Regions from separate parts of the Mus musculus genome. Here region 2 is linked to region 1. A link is a contact called in public Hi-C data. All regions are on one chromosome and are shown on one strand. Each heading gives the region's core, a stretch centred on a gene start, on an enhancer-like site or on the middle of the called end of the contact. The rest is flanking DNA. Distances are from core to core; before and after follow the strand shown. Region 1 overlaps Trp73 (transformation related protein 73). Region 2 holds the start of Megf6 (multiple EGF-like-domains 6).

Region 1 (4,321 bases), core at 500-2,999:
CCCTTCCCTCCTGTTTAAAAAGCAAGAGATACTCACTATAGGGACCCCACAGAAGGCTTCAGGGACTGTTTTGAAAAGCTGAGAGAGCCTAAGAGGGGGAGCAGCTGAGGGAGAGCTAATGGCCACACCAGCAGGTTGGTGTGACTTTCGGGAGGGGGGGTGACCACTGTCTGCTGGTGTGTGGGATCCTCATCCTAACATTCTGGAGGAAGGAGCCACAGCCTCATCCCCAGGATACATGGGGGACTCTGAGACTTGGACAGGGTACACCTGACCTCTGCACATCCAAATCTGGGCTTTGGTTTTTTGCAACGGCCTCTCCTCAAGTTAGTACACTGCAGCCTGGTCTCCATCTGTGCAGGCTGGGGACAGAGTAGCAGGAGTAGCTGGTTCCCTGGGGAAAGGCCAATAAACAGCTACACACACACACCTGTCCTTCAGCAGCAGCAGCAGCCTGCAGGTGTTGGGGGTCTACAGCCTGCACTTGGTAAAAAGCACACTAGCTCTGTAATTACTGTGGCTCCCTAGGAAGGACACGGGGTGGCATGAAGTTCACAGTGCGAGGTGCCCCTCCCGACATTAAGTAAATTCATATACAGTGACAGTGAAGTGCCCTGGGCTCTTGCTTATCCACAAATGAAGGTTTCCCAGCAAGCCCCAGGCTCAGACAATTGCAAAGGCCTAACGGTGAAGGGAACCCAGCTCATCCTGAGCTCAGAGAGACTCAACCTGAGGCCAATCAGGCAACTTCCTGGTAAAGGTGACAGTCCCAAGCATTACCAAACATCTCCCGAGTGCCCATTGTTTGTGAGGCCTAGCTACCTAAAGAAAATAGACTGAGGGGTGGAGGTGGCCAACACCCCCATGAAACAGGCCTTGCCCACAGTGGGTTGGGGAGACACTGAGACCAAAGTCACCAGGGGCGGAAAAAGGAGATTAGCCTTTGAAGGCTGGCCCTTGGCTCCCTGTTCTGGCTCAGGAATTCAGGCTGGATTCCCCTAAATTGGACCACCTGCCAGGTTTGTCTACCACTGACTTACCACTCAACCCCCAGATGCCAGCTGTGTGGTAGAGAGCCAGCAAGGTCAGAGGCCCCTTATTCTAGCATGGTTGCTCATTACCAGGTAAGGTAATTTGTGGGTTGGCACAGCTGCTGGGGCTCATGGACCTGGAGTCTCCTACAGAGTTAACCTTTCCCTCCAGTGCTCTAGCTCATGAACAATGACCTAAGAGGGGGTCATAGACCCACCAAGGCAGGAGCCAAGATGGGCTGGGAGCAAGTCAGGTGTAATGGTGCCTAAGGCCACATTCCTGGGAAGCCCAAACATGCCTGGAGGGAGAAAGGGTGCATCAGCTTCACCTCCGTGTTCTTATCAGGATGGAGCCAGGCTCAGGGCACAGCTCAGCCACAGGGAGGGGCATCAGAGCTCCCCTCACCCACCCACTCCTGAGCAATGAGGCTTCAAACCTCGCCTGACCACAGTGCCCATCCCTGGAGCCCTGCTGTGACCCTGAAGGCAATTGTCCTTTCCATCCCTGTCCTCTGAGGACCTAGGATAATTGGTTACAACCCCAAACCATGCACTAACACTACCAAGGTGTGGTCAGAGGTAGCTGAGGCCTGACCCTCCTCCCCAGAAGGTGGCACTGTTTTCCATGGCCTGGAGTGGGACCCTAGGAGGTCTAGGGAAAGCTAAGGATAGTTGCAGAGTAGCCGGGCTGGTAAGGATGAGCCACTGAATGCCCCACCCTGGGGAGGAGCTTAAAGCGCCTGGAGCTGTCCCTGGTACCAACTCAGCAGCTGCGGAAAGGCTGTCTCCTCTCAGAGAAAGAATCAGAGTTGAGAGAGTCATCTCTGGTGGGACACGTCTCCCACCCGGTCAGGGTGGAAGGAAAATCCAAGCCCATGAAGATACATGGCTCCTTCACTTCTGCACCCTTGAATGCCGTCTTGAATCCAATGATCGTGGGGCTTTGGGCGCACACACCTACCAGCCCCACCCCGGCCACAGGTTAAGTTTGTGGTAGTCCATTTTAGCCAGAGGTGGGGAATTTCAGCGAGAGATACCAAAGCTTTCCCACACCTCCGAAGATCAGGTGGTAAAAACAACACTCCAGGATATCGAGTCTCCGGGAGACTAGGAAGTTGCCAGCGCTCCCCTTCCTACACAGGGTCAGACTCTGTTTCCAGAATGTCATGTGGGGATGCTTCCTCCCTGCTGCCCTCCTCCTGCCTCTCCTTCCCTAGAACCGCTAGATGGATGTGTTTCAACAGATTCCGAGCTGATAAAATCTTATTTATCTTCGGCTGTTGACACAGCGCCGTCCAGACTTGCCTGCGCGGATGCGTGTGTTCCGCGGGGCTTGCAGGAAATACTTTGCCCAACATCGGAGCGGAGCAGACGTCCCTCCTGCCACGGCTGCTATCCTGACCCCTCCTCCTCCTTCTCTCCCTCCCTCCCCCCCCCGCGCCCCCCCTCGCCACCCCCCCCGCCACCCCCCACCCCCCCCCCCCCGCCACAGTCCAAGATGGGCCGGGCCTGGCTGGAAGCCCCTAGCCTGGCAGGACCGGTGCAGGGTGGTGGGTGAGAGGGCGGGCGGGGGCGGGCGCGGCACAGGGCTGTTAATTTCCTCGCACCCGCTCCCGGCAGCTGGGTGCCCGGCACAGGCAGGTTTGGGCAGGAGGACAGTGGGAAGGTGATAATAACTTGTCTGTCATTTTCCCGGGACATGTAGTATCTTGCAAACCGCAAATACCGTTAACCAGCTTGGGTGAATCTGTTAGGACAGATTCAGAACGAAAGGCTGTGGTGGGGGCTTTTTAAAAATACTTTTTTTTGTAGCCCACTTTGTGTGTGTGTGTGTGTGTGTGTGTGTGTGTGTGTGTGTGTGTGTGTGTATACGTGTGTGTGAGAGTTTCTGATCTCTGAGGCCGTAGACCCCTTTGAGAATCATCTCTGGGATCACAGGCTTTTACTCTTCCTAGGGCAGATCCACAGAGCAGGGCACAGGTCTGGTAGACTCAGTCTGATCTCTCAAATCTGGAGGAACCCAGGTCCACAGCCCCTGAATATGACTCCCCACCATGTTTTCGTTTCTCTTGGAGAAATGCCACTGCGAGAGGAGCAACCTATGGATCCTATCATCCAAGAAGAGGTCCTGGGGCAGCCCCTTTGTGGGTACATCTTGGCCTTGACTCGCACAATTTACATTGTTCAATTATTCGGTCATTCAGGGAGCACCTGAGAGCAGGGGTGAGCTCTTGCACAGCTTAGGGAGCCCCGATAGAACCTTAGGGAGGGAATGATGCTCGGGTAACCGTCACCGGACTGGCACCATCAAGCCAGGATGCAGGCTGAGGGCAAGGAGGCTCCATGTTCTATAAACACATCATTGGAGGCCCCAGTGCCTGCCCCTGCCAAGTGTGCAGGAAAGAGGCTGTAGTTGTTCCTAAAGAACAGCGGTCTGAAAGAAGATAAAGGACACTCCGGGAGGCAGATGTGAAGTCTGACTGATTGCTCTGTGAGTGGAAGGCCATAGTCTGTTCCCCTACAGAGAGGTTGGCCAGGAGCTAGCTGGGGCACCCCTCAGGAGCTGAGTAACCTGCTCCCCACCCCCGACCCTTGAGCAAGATCTCAAACAGGCAAGCAAGAGCCATATGGGCACCTTGGTGGCCTGGGAGACAGAGTGCTTTTCTTTCTTTCTTTCTTTCTTTCTTTCTTTCTTTCTTTCTTTCTTTCTTTCTCTCTCTCTCTCTCTCTCTCTCTCTCTCTTTCTTTCTCTCTCTCTTTTTTAAAGAGTTATTTATTTATTATATGTAAGTACACTGTAGCTGTCTTCAGACACCCCAGAAGAGGGTCTCAGATCTCATTACAGATGGTTGTGAGCCACCATGTGGTTGCTGGGATTTGAACTCGGGACCTGCGGAAGAGCAGTCAATGCTCTTAACTGCTGAGCCATCTCTCCAGCCCCTCCCCCCTCCTTCTTTCTTTCTTTCTTTCTTTCTTTCTTTCTTTCTTTCTTTTTTTTTTTTTTTGCACTAAGACTGGGAAGTCAGAGGGTCCCAGGTCATGGGGTTTGGAGCCCATTTATCCTTGGCAGGAGCAGAGAACCTTCCAGTAGTTTCTGCCCCAGGCGGAGGAGCTGATGTGTGAGGGCCTGGTAGTCTCATCTCAGAGAGGGAGAAGGTAGTGGTTGGGAATTTGGGAGGCTGCTCTACATAGCTCTGCAGCTGATGGCTTTACATAGAGACCAAAGGAATAACATGGGCCCGGTCTGTGCTGCTTTCTCTGTAAGGTGCCTACTCTGACCCTTCACCTGG
Region 2 (4,321 bases), core at 1,193-3,692, 100 kb after region 1:
GCATTTTTGTTTGTTTATTTGGCTGGTTTTAAGATAAGGTCTCGTCTGGCCCGGTATGGCATTAAACTTCTGCTTACCCTGACTCCTCCCCCACCCCGCCCCCTGCCCCCCCCCCCCCCCCCCCCGCCAGGGCAAGTGTGTGTAGTGCTGGAGATTTGACCTTGGAAAGCATGCTAGGCAGGCACTCTACCAACTGAGTTATATCCCCAGGTCCTGATTACAATGACAGACTGTAAGTGTCCTCTCTGCTCCACTCTTGTGTTGGGCAATCAGATGCTCAACCATCACCCATGCTCTGAGGAGCCAGACTGGACAGGAAAAGGGTCTGTCTCTCTGGGGCTGGGGTGAGGCTCCAGCCAACATCTGTCTAAGTGACAGGTGCTTGGAGTGTGTGGTCCATGCTTCATCTACCCACACCTGCCCGGGAACAAGGACTCTGTCCGGGGATAGTGGACAGACCACACACTGCCCATGTGTACGCCACCCACCTTAAGAGACACATGCTCGTCTTAACCTAACCACAGGAAGCACCTGATACCCGCCAGGACTCTTCACCTGGCACAGAGGCCTGGTGCCTGGACGGGACATGGGCAGAGATGGAATAGCCTAGGGTCAGTAAAGCTCTGACCCAAGGAAACCTTCAAGTTGAAGGGGTTTAGGAATTCACGCAGGAGGCCACATACCTTTGTAAAATTAGCAAAGCCATTTTACTTCGTATTGTCTCTCTTCAGTAAGGGCCCCACATAGGTTTCGGGATACTAAAAGCACGCCCCCTCCCCCACCCAAGGAGCCGAGAAAATTTCACCCACTCACCTCCAGACTCTGGTCCTGGGGCACGGTTTCACAGAGCAGGTGGTGAACTTCTTCAGGTCCCCATCCCTCATGCACACAAGCATTCACACACGCCAGCGCCGGGAGAGACAGAGGTACAGAGGAGCAAGCTTAAGCGCCTGGGCCCAGTGTACAGTTCCTGTACTTCTCCACAGTGGTGGGCCCCTGGCTGAGGAGGGATATGAGATGAATTCCTGGGTGCAGACATTGGGAGTCCCCCAGAGGGCTCGGGTCAGCCTCTGCTACTGAGATCCAGGGAGGGTCTGGTGATGGGTTTGAGCAGAAGGGTGAGTCCCAGCACAACAATGCAGGGCAAACTGGGGTCCTGTTTGGGGCATCAGGTGGCAAGTTCCAGGACCCATTGCCCTCCAGAATCTGTCTGTCTATCCATCTCTCCCTCCCTCCTTCCTTACTTCCCTCCCTTCTCTATTTCCCCTGAGGTTATACTCCTCTATGTTTACTGCTCAGATCTGAAACCTGAGTTTTCTAAACTCACTCCACTCCCTTCCTTGCCCTCGGTTCCGCATCTGGGCCAGCAGCAGGTCTAAGCTGACAGCACCTGCCCAGTAATGAGACCCACAGTCTTTTGAAATGCGAACTTTTGCAGCGGCATTTCCAGGTCCCCCAGCCAGAGGCCCCCTCAAGCACTTGCTTCAGGGGAAGAGGAGGCTGGAACACCTACCGCACTCCTCAGGGATGGTGGAAGAGGGCAGGCTGGGTCCACCCATCATGTAAAAGGGCAGGCACACCTCTCCAGTAGGACAAGGAGGAGCTGATCCTCACACAACTATCTGCAACTAGTGAGGTCCGCTACCATACCCTCATGGGACTCTCCCAGCTCAGCTTCACAAAGAGCCCCTCTGAGTGTTTGATAAGTCCTGGACTAAGAGATGCCACGTACAGCGCTGGTCAGTCTGCCCCTAACCGCGGAGAAAGTCAAATCAAATCAAAGCCAGGCTTAAAAGACAATAAATACCTGGTGCAGGGAGTCGCCTCACCTCCTAGACCCCTATGCAGGTGCCTAGTGGGACCTACACGCCCACTCCACCCCATGCTACCGTCCCAAAGCACTCAGTACAGAACTGGGAATACGAAAGCCCAGAGGGTGGTGTGTTACCTAATAAAGTCAGTACCCAAAGGAAGTGCCCAGAGGCACTCAGAGGCTGTCCCCCCCTCTACCTCCCGCTCTACTATCCCTCCCTGCTTCTGGGACAGCGGTGGCGGGCGCGCGGACGAGGGGCCAAGGGAAGGTGACTGCAACTCCAAGAATCCAAGGGTGCGCTTGCAGAGGTCTCAGATCTGGATAGAGCGGTGTTTACGAAGTATGGACCGCGCAGACTCGACAGAATTGTTCACTTGGTTGGGGTCAGACCTGGGACTCTCGGTTGCAGAGAGAGGGAGCGCAAGTGAAATTGGAAAGCTTTAGGGGAAAGTACTGGGAAGCGAGCTTAGCCTTAAAGGTAGGACCAGGAGCCGGAGAGGGGAGGGGCTGAAGCGGGGCTGGAAGTGGGCTCTCCCTATTGGGATTGTCTGGGCGGGGCCGAAGGCGGAACGGGCGTGGCTTGGGCTGGGGGTGGGGCCAAAAGGGGCGGGAGCGGGGTCGGGAAAGAGGGGGCTGGGGTCGGGCCGGGGGGCGTGCGGCGGGCGGGCCTGACGTCTGCTGCGTCCCGCTCCGAGTTTGCTCTCCATCACTCCTGGCAAGTGTCTGGCCGCGCCGAACCGAGCGCGAAGGTCTCGGAGGTCCGGGCAACTGTCCCATCTGCACCTGCGGGAACCTCGCGCCCCGCACCTGGCGCGACTGGGTTGTGGTGCTCCGCTGTCCTCTGGGGGTATGGCGCCCGTGAAGACAGCGTCTACTGGCCGTAAGGGCCGCCTGTGAGTCGAAGATCCCAGGACCGAGTGGGAGCGCGACCGCGCGCACTATGCCTGTCGGGGTGGAGGCGAGGGCGTCTTGGCGCGTGGTGGCCCTGACGCTGCTGCTGCTCCCCGCCGTGCCTGCAGCCTCCCAGCCGCTACCCCCGCGCCCGCTGCAGCCGAGCATGTGAGTAGCGCGAGTCGTGAGGCTCCTGGCGGCGAAGCTGACCCGGACAGAACTCGGGGCTTTGTCCCTGGGGCCACAAACAATGGGCTCTTTGCTTTAACTGAGGAGGGGATGGTCTAGACCCGGGGTCCCGGACTGGATTTGGTGCCCTCGAGTCTGCCGCAGGGCCCATAGCCTCCGGGTTCCCGCCCCTGCAGCAAGGGTCCTGCAGACTTAGACGGATGCCGAACTCCGGAGAGGTGAGGAATCCAAGCCCCTGCGGCGCAGGGTCCAGCTGGGGAGCCAGCTTGGAGGCGGCCGAGAGGAAGCAGCCTGGTCCCACTTCCTCCCCAAGCTAGTCTCCTGGGGTCCGAGGGCCTGCGCAGGGGCGGGGGTGCCCAGAGGGGGCTGCCAGCACTGTTTTGTGTGTTAAACACGTGCGCTCTGGGGCCTCGGGAGAAGGAATTCAGTACTAGAATGGGCAGGAAGAGAGGGTCAGGGAGCCAGCGGCGACGGATTTAATTTTGAAAGATGATTCCCCAACAGGCCGGTTAGCGGTCTCTCTTAAACTGCAAAGCGATCCCCCTCTGTTGGCCTCAAAGGAAAACTGGTGCGAAGTGAGACTGAGAGTGGATGTACAGATGAGAGGCCTGCCCCCCCTCACCAGCCCTTCCCCGCAGGGTGCAAGGTGGAGCCTTGTAAACTTGGCAAGGCTGCTGGGGCGGCACGGGGAGTGGACCAGGGACCCTTCAGGCCCTGGTTGGGGCTTCCATTCTGCCAGTTCGGGCATCTTCTCACCCACAGAGGAGACTTGCTGCTTCTGTCCAGGGCTGGCACTGACCGGTCCACTATGTACCTGGCCGTGAGGACAGTGTCATGATTCCCTGGGGAATGAGAGGACAAGCTTCCTACTGGGACAGGTGCCCTCGGGACCTCCTCCCTGGGTCTTGCTTTGGTCTTTGTGGCCATTACAAAAAAGAGCTGGATCTGAGTTGGGGTCCTCTCGTCTATGAACAGAAGCAACCTATGTCCCCGACTTCCGCTGCTCCTTCCTCTTAACTGAGTTTGTTCCTAGGGAGCTTCGGTCCTAGAATGATTATTGCACTAAGCGTGGTGGGCTAGGGCTGCCAGCCTGCCTGTCTCTTTCATGGTTGAGAGGGGCTGCAGACACGGTCTTCCCGAGGTTGGGTGGATGCAATCTGGCACGAGTGGAAACTGTTGCTGGCCCTTTATGGGTTCCCCACCCTGCTCTGTCCGTTCCTGCTGATCTCCCTGGGAGTGGAGCCAAGGGCTTGCTGCCTGTGTCCTGCTCACCTGGGCCCAGGAAGCCTTTAGCTGTTAAAAAAGCTGTTGGAATTAGCTGTGAATGGGTAGCGGGAGAGCCTGACTCTTCTTCCTCTTGATGCAATTTCCAGAGACTGCCTTCCCTTCTTCCTGCAGAAGTGGCTGCATCTCTGCAGCCTGTGCATC

What was found. Hi-C and Micro-C count contacts between places; a contact is called where the count stands out from the background.
Region 2: a Hi-C map of differentiating embryonic stem cells shows a contact between it and region 1, with 3 times the contacts expected there. The contact joins the promoter of Megf6 here to the enhancer-like site in region 1. A contact is called at or near these places in 23 of 484 Hi-C or Micro-C datasets (the CH12 cell line, the G1E-ER4 cell line, the MNK3 cell line and 14 more), 16 of 115 datasets of contacts at active chromatin or transcription factors (craniofacial prominence, double positive thymocytes, embryonic forebrain and 8 more) and 3 of 9 other capture datasets (adipose tissue, liver and pancreatic islet).

What each region holds. Positions count from the first base shown.
Region 1 is chr4:154,069,387-154,073,707 of GRCm38.p6, forward strand. The region is part of intron 4 of Trp73 (transformation related protein 73); the gene reads right to left. Among named protein-coding and RNA genes, the nearest start is that of Ccdc27, 29 kb to the left of the region's middle. Within about 2 kb of position 1,750, at least 26 of the 459 cell types and tissues checked have an H3K27ac peak or open chromatin away from gene starts, as enhancers often do. A contact at or near this core is called in craniofacial prominence and differentiating embryonic stem cells, where this site is marked.
Region 2 is chr4:154,168,271-154,172,591 of GRCm38.p6, forward strand. It overlaps Megf6 (multiple EGF-like-domains 6), which reads left to right and starts at 2,443. Exons shown (of 37, transcript NM_001162977.1): 1 at 2,443-2,872. The coding sequence starts at 2,754.